Regions from separate parts of the Gossypium hirsutum genome. Here region 2 is linked to region 1. Evidence: chromatin contacts called from public Hi-C data. All regions are on one chromosome and are shown on one strand. Each heading gives the region's core, a stretch centred on a gene start, on an enhancer-like site or on the middle of the called end of the contact. The rest is flanking DNA. Distances are from core to core; before and after follow the strand shown. Region 1 overlaps LOC121222507 (a long non-coding RNA gene). Region 2 holds the start of LOC121222508.

Region 1 (6,307 bases), core at 1,039-3,538:
AAAAACTAAAATTAAAACCCAAAAATTTCAACATAAATCCTGAAAGATTTAACATTAAATTCATATACTAATTAAATTCATAAAATCTCAACAACGAATTAACCTAAAAACAATAGAAAATCAATTCATTCTAAATTATTCGACATGATAAGGCCCGGATGCCACTTGTTAGAACCGTAAAATAAGGTTTGATATAAAATTAACGAATTAAGATCTACCATATCAGATCATTAAGAACAAAACTATACGCGGAAACATATCTGAATCTATTGTTGGAGATTGTCCAGAAGGTTTTCATCTAAATCCATTGTTGGAGATTGCTCAAAGGGTTTTAATCTTCCAATAAAATAGTTTATCTCTTAGTATAACTCTCTGATGGGGATGGAAAAGAAATACAAGATATATCCATTTCTTGGGGACCGCTACTTATTTTTAAATAATTGATTATTAAATCAATTTTCGGTATTTATAATTTATTCCCTCATCAAATTATAAAGGGTTAAATATAATATTGGTACCTGAACTTGTCCACTTCTCCTAGATTGGTACTTAAGGCTTTTTTTGCCCCAAATTGGTACCCAAACTTTTTCTCCGTCAACTAGTTTGGTACTCTTTTTTTAACGCCATTAAATCTGAGACAAGTGGCACAATAAGATTGTGACAAATGGCATGATGTCATAATCTAAAAAATTTATTGTAAATCAAAAAAAAATATTTTCATTTTTTTCTTATTTCCTTCCTTTTCCCATACTCCTTTCTTCCTTCTTCCTCTTGTCGCTTTGCTTTGGGTTCTTTCAACATTTCTGAATTACTTTGAAAAAATATTTAAGAACATTTCTAGGTTTTTTTTTCTTCTTCCTTTTTTTTCGATAATTCCTTTCTTCTTCCTTCTTCCTCTCGTCACTTTTCCTTTTTTTTTCTAGGTTCATTCAACATTTCTAGGCCAAAACATTACAACAATAAAAATTTGTAATCAAAAAATATTGCTGGTTCATTCAACAGTTCTCGCACTAAAAAGAAAATTACAAAACTCATCAATCCATTAAAACGAAAAATCCAGAACATCACAAACATATTAGAACATCCATCAGTCCATTAAAAAAATTAAGAAAATTAACATCACAAACAAAATCCATTAAAAATTTAACAGAACAAACAAAAATCCATCAATCTATAAAAATACAACCAAGCAAAAAGAAAATGATGAGAGACAAATCAAAACCAAGACCCATTTCAAGTTTTTGGGAATTTAGGACACAATCGATAAAATCCAAATGGTCAAGATGTTGGACGCGGTGAGGAGAAGCAACAATCAAAGTTCCATTATTATTCAATGGTGGTGGCTCGGTTTGACGTCCAAGAGCAGCGACAATGGAGTGACGACCAAAGGCTTTGAAAACAAAAATAAAGTAGAAAAAAATAGTATTAGAAGCTGTAGAGAGAAAGGAAAATTGTTCAATACTTCTTTGATTGGTGAGGAAATTGAAATAGGAGGTGACAACATCGGAGCAAGGTGATCGGCAGAGGAGAATCCCAACAAGATTTCAATGAGTTCTTTGTGAAAACAAATCAGAAATGAAAGAGCAAGAGGAAATTTTTGACTGGTGCCATTATTTGGACCGGAGAACGAATTTCAGTGACAACGTCGGAGTGCGACTGTGGTGCATGTCGGCGACGGCTAGGGTTTGGAAAGAGAGGAGGAGAATAAGAAGGAAAAAAAAAAAGAAAATGGAAACTAGAACGAGAATGGAAAAGGAAAGGGAAAGAATAAAAGAAAAGGGAAAAAAAGAAAAAGAAAAAGGTGAAATAGAAAAATAAATTATGGCATCATGATGATGTCATCGTGCCACATGTCACAATCTTGTTGTGCCACTTATCTCAGATTTAACGGCGTTAAAACAAAAGGTACTAAACTAGTTGATGGAGAAAAAGTTCGAGACCAATCTAGGACAAAAAAAAATCTTAAGTATCAGTCTAGGAGAAGTGGACAAGTTAATGTACCAATATTATATTTAACCCAATTATAAATACAACTTATGGTATCTACACGTTATTTTAATCACACTTTAATACCTTTGACACTTTAACATAATTGATCACTTAATTTTGTATCACACTTTGTAATAGCATCATGCATTATACATGTGTCCATAATTGAGGGTTTTAACCCAATGGTTACAAGATAAAATATAATTCCCTTCACAACAATAAAAGCTACTTAAGTGCTTTATGTATGTATTTATGATGACGAAATTATATATGATTCATTATGACAAACAAACCATGTTGTTGGCATCCTAAAGCAGCTCGTGTTTAAGATACCCTCAACAACCTCCACCCCACCCCCACCCCCACCCCCACAACCTCCACCTCCACCTCCACCCCCACCCCCACAACCACCACCTCCACAACCTCCACCCCACCCCCACAACCTCCACCCCCACCCCCACAACCTCCAGCTCCACCTCCAGAACGTCTGCGACGCTTTCCACCCCCACCCCCACAACCTCCAGCTCCACCTCCAGAACGTCTGCGACGCTTTCCTGAGTTGCCATCACCACAAGCGAAAATAACCATTGATATAAGAGAGAGGGAGAAAATAACCATGCAAAGCAAGAGCAACCCTGTTGACGTATGAATGATGAAACCTCCTCCGGCTTCCTCCCCCGGGCCGCTGCCACCAAACCCTACCAACTGTTTTCTCGCCATTTATTCTTCTTTTTACTTGTTCATTTAGCCCTATTTATTATATAAGCTCACCATCAACCTATGTAGTTGAGACTTTTCTATCCTATTGACTTTTCAGGCAATAGTTTTACTCTGCCATGCATAAACTACCTAGAAGTTTCCTGGACCGCTGGAATATGACTTGATCATACCTTTTCTTATGCACCAAGATAAGGCAGTTGTGGCGTCAGATGATAGGCCTTTCATCATCTGAATATTTTTTAAAATATTAAGATTTGAGTCATTGTCAGAATAATAACCACGTTAATTAATGTAACCTATACTTTCAACAAATATAAACCCCGCTTAGTGGACTTTGTAGGACTTGAGTTTATTTAAATTAATGCAAAAAGGGATATCGTATATCATACCACAACTTTTTTTTATAACTTTAGGTTTCTATTAATGATAATACCTCATATTTTTATTAATAAGTACAATTTACAATAGTTAATGTAATTTGAAAGAAAAAAAAAAGGATTTACGTAAAATTAAGTTTTAACTTCAATAGAATCCGTAGCATAATATAGAAAGATAGTTAAAAGTTATATATTAAAATTTAAGTTTAGTATTATGTAGTTAGTCATATTTAATTAAATAGTTAAATATAAAATTGGTACTCGAATTTGTTCATTTCTCTCAGATTGGTATTTATGATTTTTTTATCTCAGATTAGTACCCGAAATTTTTCTCCATCAACTAAATTAGTACTCGAGTCTAACATCGTTAAGTTCAGGATAGATGATAGAATAAGATTGTAACATGTGACATAAATGATGTACTGTTGATTTCATAATCTAAAAGTTTTTTTTAAAAACTTATTTTTTCCCCCAAAATTTTTTGTCATATAATTAATTTCATTTTTTTTGTTTTTTCTTTCGTTTCTTCTTCTTCTGTTTACATTGCTTTCGTTTTAGTTTCTAGGTTTTGGGTTTATCTCTAGTTTATATTTTGAGTCTTGGGTTCATTTTTTTTTTTAGATTTTAGCATACAATTTTTTCTTTTTTTTCAATTCCTGGGTAGTTGGATTTTTTTTCTATTTGTTTCCTGAGAAAATAAAAAAAAAAAGAACAAAAAAATGGTAGATGCAGGCAGCTCATTTACCTCAAAAGCTAAAACTGTATAAAAACTAGAAAAAGAAATGGAAATGGAAAATTGAGTGTTGAGTTGATTTTTAAATTTTGATATCAGTAATTTTTTCCTTCACTTTCATTCTGGTTTCTTGGGAAAATGATGAATTCTGTGTGTCAAGTGTTAATCAAAAAAAGAAAAAGAAAATATTTTCCAACAATAAACTAGTAAAACAAATGCAAAATACTCAGATTTTCCAACGGCTTAAGTTTCGGATAAAACCGATCGATTTGAAGAAAAGAATCGAGTCTCTCATCGACAAGGAATACCTGGAATGAGACAAGAACAACCCATAAATATACATTTCATTGGCATAAACTTTTTTTACCATTTTTGTTGATGATAGATTTTTCCTTTGTAAATGACATTGGAAACTTTGATTTTGTTTGAAATCACATTGTTAGGTCCATGTACAGTAATTTGTAGTAATAAAGATTGTAATTGTAAAGGAAAAAAAAAAAGAAATACTCTTCCTTTCAAGATAACCCAAATCCTCTTTTTGTTCTTCATCATTAAATCAAGTTTAGCATTTAAAATTTTAAGCAAACCCAGATAAAAATTCTAGAGGGTATCATGGTCATGGATTTTTCCTTCAGAGTTTCATATCAAAGTTCGTGTTTTTTGTCTCGACAAACTCCATCAGATACCACCACGGTGACTAGACATGGACTCACTTTACAAACTTTTCATGCATCAACACAATCTAATCCCCACATTTTAATTCACTAACATACACCCAACAAAACATACATCTCATAGCATACATTCCAGACATACATATACAACCATACTTCAACGTTTCAATACTCAGACACCAATCATAACTAGGGGTGTGCATTCAGTTAACCAACCGGTTAACCGACCCGAAATAGCTATAAACGAATTAACCGACCTTCCAAAAATTTTAACCGTTAACTGAACTGAATTTTTTTAAAAAAGCATTAACCGAACCGAAAATTTTTCGGTTAAACCGGTCGGTTAACCGAATTAACCGAAAATTATATAGTTTTTATTTCTGGTTAAAAATTAACCGAATTAACCGAATTAACCGTTTTTAGGTGATGGTGTGTTATTAAGTATGTTTTTATTGTGAAATATAATTTATAATAGCCTATTTCTGTAGCAATAACATACATTTTTGTTTTATTATTATTAAGAAAGTAAAACAGTACAGTACAGGGTGAGAAAATCCTTGCATTTCATAAAGAGGGACAAAAACATAGCAATGAGACAATTCAGAAAAATCCGCCTCCAACAAATCCCTTCATTTTAGCAAGATCAACAACAAATTACGAAGAAGCTAAATATAAAGATGATCTTTCCATGCCTGTTTTAGCCAAGCTATCAACTAAACAGTTTGCTTCACTAACAACAAACACAAAGGATAAATCAATGATAGCTCCTCAATCTCTTTGGCAAATACATGGGAAATCCATTAAGAGCATTTGAAGAATTTGATTCAACAATAAGCTTAACTTTGTGCAGCCAATTGGTTTGAACAAAGACATCTAATTGCTAACAATTCAACCAAATTAGCATCAAGAGCATAGATCAGTCCAAAGAATAAGGCTAAAATTATTCCTTTATCATTGCGTAGGGCACCTCCATATCCACTCCTACCAGACAAATTTTAGAGTACCTTCAGGCGGAGGGTACCATCTCTTTATTACTTTCTTAATAACAAACATGGAAGAATTTATTGGCATCGATTAAAATAAATTAGTACCGATCAACATATGTACGAATGCAATGACATTTGAGTTTGGAAAAGTCAATCAATATTAGAGTTGCAGTCTACCAATTATCTGGAAGTACACAATTTAGACCATTTCAAGCTTGAGTTTATCCTTTCAAAAAAACAAAAAAAAAAACCTTGAGCTTATTAATTTTAAATCGTCTCTTCAGTTAATTCCAAGAATAAAAAAGAAATTAAATAATTGTAGCCCCCAAATTTAGACAAAACACAAGTGATATTCACTTGGTAAACAAGCATTTTCACTTGGTAAACATAATCGAGGGGATTTTAAACTTTTGAGATGTTGTTCAAGACTTGTGGTGCTACAAATGTTGCCGGGACTGGATTTGAAGAGAGGAGGGACACTGCCTTTTCAATGTTGGAAAGTGGGGTGGTTAGCAACCAAGGTTTTTACACCACAAATCAGATGAGAAAAGCAGAAACCTTGAAGGTAAATCAGAAAAAAGGTAGACGAACTAAACAATAAACACCCCAAAACAAAACCCTAAAATATATCTACTAGCAGAAAATGAAATATAATAAAGACACGTTGAAGAAATTGGAAAAAAAAAAGAAAGGGAGAAGAAAGCAAACCTGGGTCTGGCCGTCTGGCGTCTGGGTATTGAAGAAATTGGAAAAAAAATGAAAGGGAGAATGAAACTATGAAAGATTGAAAGTCGATTGTTGCTGACTTGCTGTAATGCTGTTACAGTG
Region 2 (6,307 bases), core at 1,431-3,930, 43 kb before region 1:
TCTTCGTGCGTAACCGACTCTCAAACCTATTTTTTAAATTTCATAGACTGAAAAACATTATCTTAGTAAATCAAACCTCTTATTAAAACGATCAAATTACGAGATAGCCGGATCATACCTCTTGAAAGTGATTGGTGGCGACTCCATTTTTCATTTTAAAATAAAAAAGTCAATTTCAAAAAAGGATTTTGACAAATTCAATTTCCCAAAGGCATTCTGAATAAAAGAAACAATCATCACTGGTTTTACAGGAAAAAAGAAAAACCAAAATAACTATAATGCTTCACCAATCTGAAGTATTGATTTGAGTTCTAAAAATCAAGAAACACTCAGAAACTACAAAATTGTATTGAGCTTATTGCAAGAGCCGAGGTAGGTGCAAACTAATTTATCAACCTCTGACTATTTCTTTGTTCAATGGAATTCCTCCATTTAAAATAAGATGAGCTTATTTCTTTTTATGCAATCATAATCATATAACAAGACCAAACTTCTATGTCTTTATTTGGTGGAAATTAGTTCCGGCAAAGACTCCAGTATGTCATAGTGACCATACCCATGAAAAAGCACATTAATAGGATTCTCCTTCTCCTTCTGGTATTCTTCACCGTACTTTGCTATGTTTATTAAATTACCAGAGCTTCTATGAATCATGTAGACAGAAATTCGAGTCCTGTCAATCAAAATGGGGTGTCAAATACAGCAGTCAAGTAAAACATGAGGAAAAATAGATAGGAATTTAGAACATGGAATTCAAATTCCAAGTTTAGGCTTGGGTTAGAATACAATTTGAACAATGCATAAGAAAAGAACAGTTAATGTTTTGCTTTGACATCATTCCATAAGCCATCAGCAGAGTTTCATGCATAAGGTATAGACTAACCCAAAAGCTCAAGCACTAATTATCAAACGGTGGTTTTAAACCTAGTTTCTTCACAAAATAGGCAAATTGAAATGCTTGTACCAATATGCAAAATAAATGAAAGCATCATCACACAAAAATTATGTGATTTCAGTGTGGCAGGGGACTCAGTTATATCTTATCATGAATATTCTAATTATGCGTTCTCGAACTTAAATCATTGATATTTATGAGGCATTAACTTGGTTAGTAATTAGCACCTTAAGAAATAGCCTAAACTTTTCATCTGTTTGCAAAGATAAAAGCAAATCACCTGCAGTATTACATAGGATCGATCACAATATTATGTGCAACTCATAAGTCATGGAAACTTAAATTATTCATCATTTTGATAGGCTAATTGCAAGATTATAGTAAAATGAGGTAGGAAGTGAAGAGCTCCCATAAAAGGTGTATTACAAAACAATTCATAGTCAAATTTTTAACGGAAATAGAAACTCACTTCAAAACATGAGAAGCCATCAATAATTCAGGTTCCCCACCCCAAACATAAGGTTGCTGAATTTCCTTTACATAAGCATCAAAATCTCCCTCAATAAACCTGCAGTTATCATATCATATGAAGCCCTATGCTTATTAAAAATTCCATCAAAGTGAATGGCATTCCAATATAAAGACAAAGCTTTACCATTCTGTTTCTTCACGCCTCTTCAAAAGCTCATTCACAACCTACATGATTAAACATATAAAAAGGGAAAAACTCCTATTACCATTTGTAGATTCAGAAACGAAATTTTATACATAAAATAGTGTATCTTGGTTAAATACTTCAAAAAAAAAAAAAAAACCTCCTCGTGATTACCTGAGCTCTCAATTCATCAGCAAGTTCTCTTTGACGGTTTTCATCAGGAGCTTCTTCTCCAGACCTCAGACAAGCTCCATGAGCTATTGCTCTGAACAGACATCGTCCATCCGCTAAAATCCCTGCAGCATATCAAATATAAATTCAAATTCAATTTTTAATATTGAAAACTGAGTATCGCCCTCCGCTAAAATCCATGTATATCAAATATACATTCAAATTCATTCATTTTTTATAGTAAAAACTAATTTGCAGTAATTAAAATTAGTTAATGAATTACAACTAACCTGTAACCTTGTAATTATCAGCGGCAGCAACTGAAGACAAATGATTACTACTCTTTTCATCTGAATTTAAAGAAGCATCGGTTTTATTATCAGCATCGAGGTTAACGTCATCAAATTCATCCATCGGCATCGGCGCAAGACAAGCGCAGACCCCAAACAGAAGCCAAGCAGAATCCGGTCGAAGCCACCGAGCCGGTCTGGCATCCCACGACACATTCCAGGAACCTTCCCCTTTCCTCTCCACATTCTTCCACACATCTCCTCTATTCTTCACTCCTCTGTCTCCTCCGCATGGCAAAATCGCATGCCATATAGAAGCTGCACCACCCTCTGAGCCGCCACCAAGCCGACAAGCCGTTGAATGGTGCCGGCAGCGCCGATTAGCGGCAGATAAATCGGCGAAATGTGATGGCCAGTGCAAGAAACGATTTTCGTGATGGTGAGCCGCTGAACCACCGTGGGCGATCAGAGATAGGGAGTTGAGGATCCAAGGCTTGGGAGGTCGTGCGCACAATACACCAAGCATCACCGGACTGTTACTAACGAACGCCGATTAAGATACACTGTATAACCTACACACCATTTACAACCATTTCAGCTCTCTATTTATATGTAAATCAAAATTTTCCTTTTTCACTTTGACGGCGAGATAGAGGAAAAGGAGAAAAGATACTGGGTCCACCACAAAAATAATAATAATATATTTAATTTTTAGATTTTTCAAATTTCTAAAATAGTAAATGACAAATATAACCATTTAAATATAAATCAGGTGTTTTATATAAGGGCATAAAAGTAAAATTAATCAATTGGGTTATAGAGGACTGAAACAAAATACCTGTTTCGTCGAACAAAATATTAGGGTCGCGTCACTTCCTTCGCTGGAAAGTTAGGGAAATCCCTATGCCAAATGATACAATAAGGTCAGGTGTTAAAGACTTTCTGTGGAACTGCAATCTCTCACCGTACACGTGGGGTATAATCAAGACTATTTTAGTAAATTGCCCATTTTAAGAAACATAAGATATTTGGGTAGGTTTCCTTAATATGACCCAACCTTTTTTATATAATAGGTAGGTGAAAATGGTTTTTGCTTTCGACATCGGACTCCTCTTTTTATTATTTAATAATTACTTCTAAAATTAAATTAAGAATATTTTGGTCTTTTTATAATTGGAGGTAGGTGAGCCAAGCTATTTTTAAATCTTAGGGCTAGTTTGGATGAGCGGTGTGTTTACCTCCGGTGAGGTTAAAAACAGCGGTGGCGGTGAGATTAGTTCCTGTAGTGGTGAGATTGAGTACTGTAGCGGTGAGATTAGAAACAATGGTGGAGTGTGTGTTTAGATTCAAACGCAGCTGTAGCGGTGAGGTGAGAATGAAAAATGACTATTAAGGACATCATATTAGAATTGATATATAATAGAATGAAAAATCTGCAAGAACCATTGGTTCACGTTTATTGCTTAAAAATCTATCTACAATACAATTTCTTCATGTTTCTGTCAAATAAAATTAACAAATGCTAATTTTTTATCTATTTTAGAATGATTTGACAAAAACTATAAATTAAAATACTCAAATAAATTTTCTTCTAAAGTTGGAGGACTAAAAAGGTTATTATGCCGAAAAAGAATAATAATAAAACAGATAAACGTGTAATTCACAGGAAGGATGATGGAAGGCTATTTGGGTCTGTTATAATGTCAACTGCACTGAAAGCCTCTAACTGCTGCTATTTGCTCCAGCTGAAAATCAGCTGATCAGTGTGGTTGAAAAGCAACCTCATTGCACTGATACCCCCAACCAAACACAAATGCAGTGAGTTTGGCACCATCTTTTTCTTTCAAACGTGCCTCACTGCCTCACTGCCTCAATCCAAAGGAGCACTTAAACTACATTAAATTTTCATGTATTTATAAAGCATTTGATTAATTAATATATTTGGGTTATTATTTTTAATACATTCTTTTTTTAACTATTAAATTTTATTAAATATAAAATAAATTTAAGTCAAACTAAGTAATTACATGTAAAATATTTTTAAATATTATATTATTAATTACTATTTTTTGTGTATTTTGTAAAAAATATTATACTATTTTTAAGACACTCCTTATCGAATACTATCAAATATCTAAAGAAAAAAATACTTTACTTTTTTATATTATTATTTACTTCTAATTTATTCACTTTGTATATTACAACATACACTGAAATTTAAAAAATATTATTAATACTAATAAGCATTGCATGCAACGGTAATACACGTTATATTTTTAAGTGGAGACACTGATTTGAACTTTAAAAACGATATTATTGAGAGAGACAACCCTGAACATAAATTATAGAACAGATTTATAAAATACCAAAAATAAAAAAATCTATAATAGTGTAGACATTGGCCATTTGCTTAACACATGGTGACTTTTTATTTTACTTTAGGAATTTGATACTCGAGTTTGGTATATTTTTTTCTAATGTGGTACTTGTGTTATTTTTAGACCATTGTGATATTTATATTTGATAAAAGTTATATATTTTTATACGCAAAAGTAACTGTATTAACATTTTAGTATTTAATTTGGATTTTAGAGTTTATTTGGTAAAAGTTAATTGCTAATTTTATTAGGTATAAATTTTCATAATTTTGTTGATAAAATAAAATTAATGTTAATTATGAATTTGTTTAATTTTGCATTGGCTCGTTGATTGATTTCTTGATGCATCCAAGTCAAGTCTCTCGTATAACTTGTATGGTCCAACCGACCACCAAATCTACTCCCAAATCAATTCAATTAAAATTATTAAGTAATGGACACCAATGACTAAACACACGAAATGATTTATTAAACAATGAATTTTTTTTTACATTCAATTTAGAGGGAACTATCACACTTGGAAGTGATGGGCACTAACCATGGTATGCATATCCATATCCATGTCTGCAGGAGCATGCAACAATCATTAACATAGTTTATTGCTTTCCAGACAATCCTGGTCATTGCCCAATAGAGATACATTAGAGAAACATACCCCTAGTTGTACATCTCCGCCTCTTTAAAATCTGCCAACAACAGGAAAAATATTATATGGACCTTGTTCCCAAACTTGTTTAGGAAGAACATTCTTGCAATCATTTAGAGCATCCAAATTTTGACGTACCGATCCAACTCCAATTTAGTGGTAGGCGATGGAGAGGTTGGATCGACAAGCTTCTTCAACCATGTGCACTTTAATTGGCACCCATTTAATTCCACCAGATTCTCCCTTGACGACACAACACTCAACAAACACCCTCAGTTATATTCTGTATCAATGGCACTAGGTTCGGTCACTACCACCCCATTGATTGAAAGGCCTGTTATTATCGTGACATCTTTTAAACTGATTACCGCTCTTCCGCAAGGCAACTGAAAAGTAAAAGTTTTTAACATTCATCTCTTAACTAAGGCAACAAGCAATTCATGAATGATATTAAATTTGTCCATTTTAAATGCCCCATAACGATATCCTTCAAGCATCATTGGATACAATCATTGGGAGTTGAAAACTTTAAGTTCTATTAGTACAGAAGAGTTAGATCTACCTAAGGTTCCAAAATAAATAAATAAAAAATTAAAACTAAAAAATATAAAAAAAATTTGTGCTAAACTAATTATTATAAATAAATTAAACTAGATATTTTACCATATTCAAGACGTAATTGATTGGTTAATTTATATGAAAATGCTCAAAAAATATTTTAAAAAACTAGGCTAATTTTCTTAAAATTTATCGATCTACGCTGATTTTGGAGAGTGAATGAAAAACGCGTCCTACAGAGTACATTTTCATTGCCACATCAATGAAAACCCGCCACGTAGGATGCGTTTTTAGGAGAGAGAACAAAAACGTGTCCTACCGGGCGAGTTTTCACTGATGTGGTAGTGAAAACACACCTTATAGGACGCGTTTTCCTTTAACGGTACTATATCAACGGTAACTTTTCCAATGACTAGTAGGATTCCAACAACCATAAAAATTCCGATATAAACCCCTCAAACATTCATTCTTTCCTCCTAAATACTCCATACTCATTCTTTCTTCCTAAATTCTCAATCTTCATTCTTCAATCCCCAATTTCCAATTTAAATTTTCAATCTTCAAATTTTAATTTTCAATTTTAAATTTTTAATCCTCAATTTTTTTAATTCTTTTTTTTAATTTTATTCTCTTCGATTTTATTCTTTTCTTTTAAAATTTTAAATGGCAAATCAACTTTTTCGTTTGGATGACAAACATATCTTTGACACTCAA

Evidence for each region. A called contact is a pair of places that touch in the nucleus more often than the background predicts.
Region 2: a contact with region 1 is called in a Hi-C map of leaf, with 1.8 times the contacts expected there. The contact joins the promoter of LOC121222508 here to the enhancer-like site in region 1. A contact is called at or near these places in 5 of 34 Hi-C or Micro-C datasets (leaf and petal).

Annotation. Positions count from the first base shown.
Region 1 is chrD10:59,144,687-59,150,993 of Gossypium_hirsutum_v2.1, reverse strand. LOC121222507 (a long non-coding RNA gene) reads right to left here. Exons shown (of 2, transcript XR_005919828.1): 1 at 6,188-6,307; 2 at 5,040-5,531. Among protein-coding and RNA genes, the nearest start is that of LOC121222507, 3.2 kb to the right of the region's middle. Within about 2 kb of position 2,288, at least 2 of the 9 cell types and tissues checked have an H3K27ac peak or open chromatin away from gene starts, as enhancers often do. A contact at or near this core is called in leaf, where this site is marked.
Region 2 is chrD10:59,187,986-59,194,292 of Gossypium_hirsutum_v2.1, reverse strand. LOC121222508 reads right to left here and starts at 2,680. Exons shown (of 5, transcript XM_041103455.1): 1 at 2,012-2,680; 2 at 1,725-1,846; 3 at 1,551-1,591; 4 at 1,365-1,463; 5 at 202-673. The coding sequence starts at 2,537. The coding sequence ends at 502.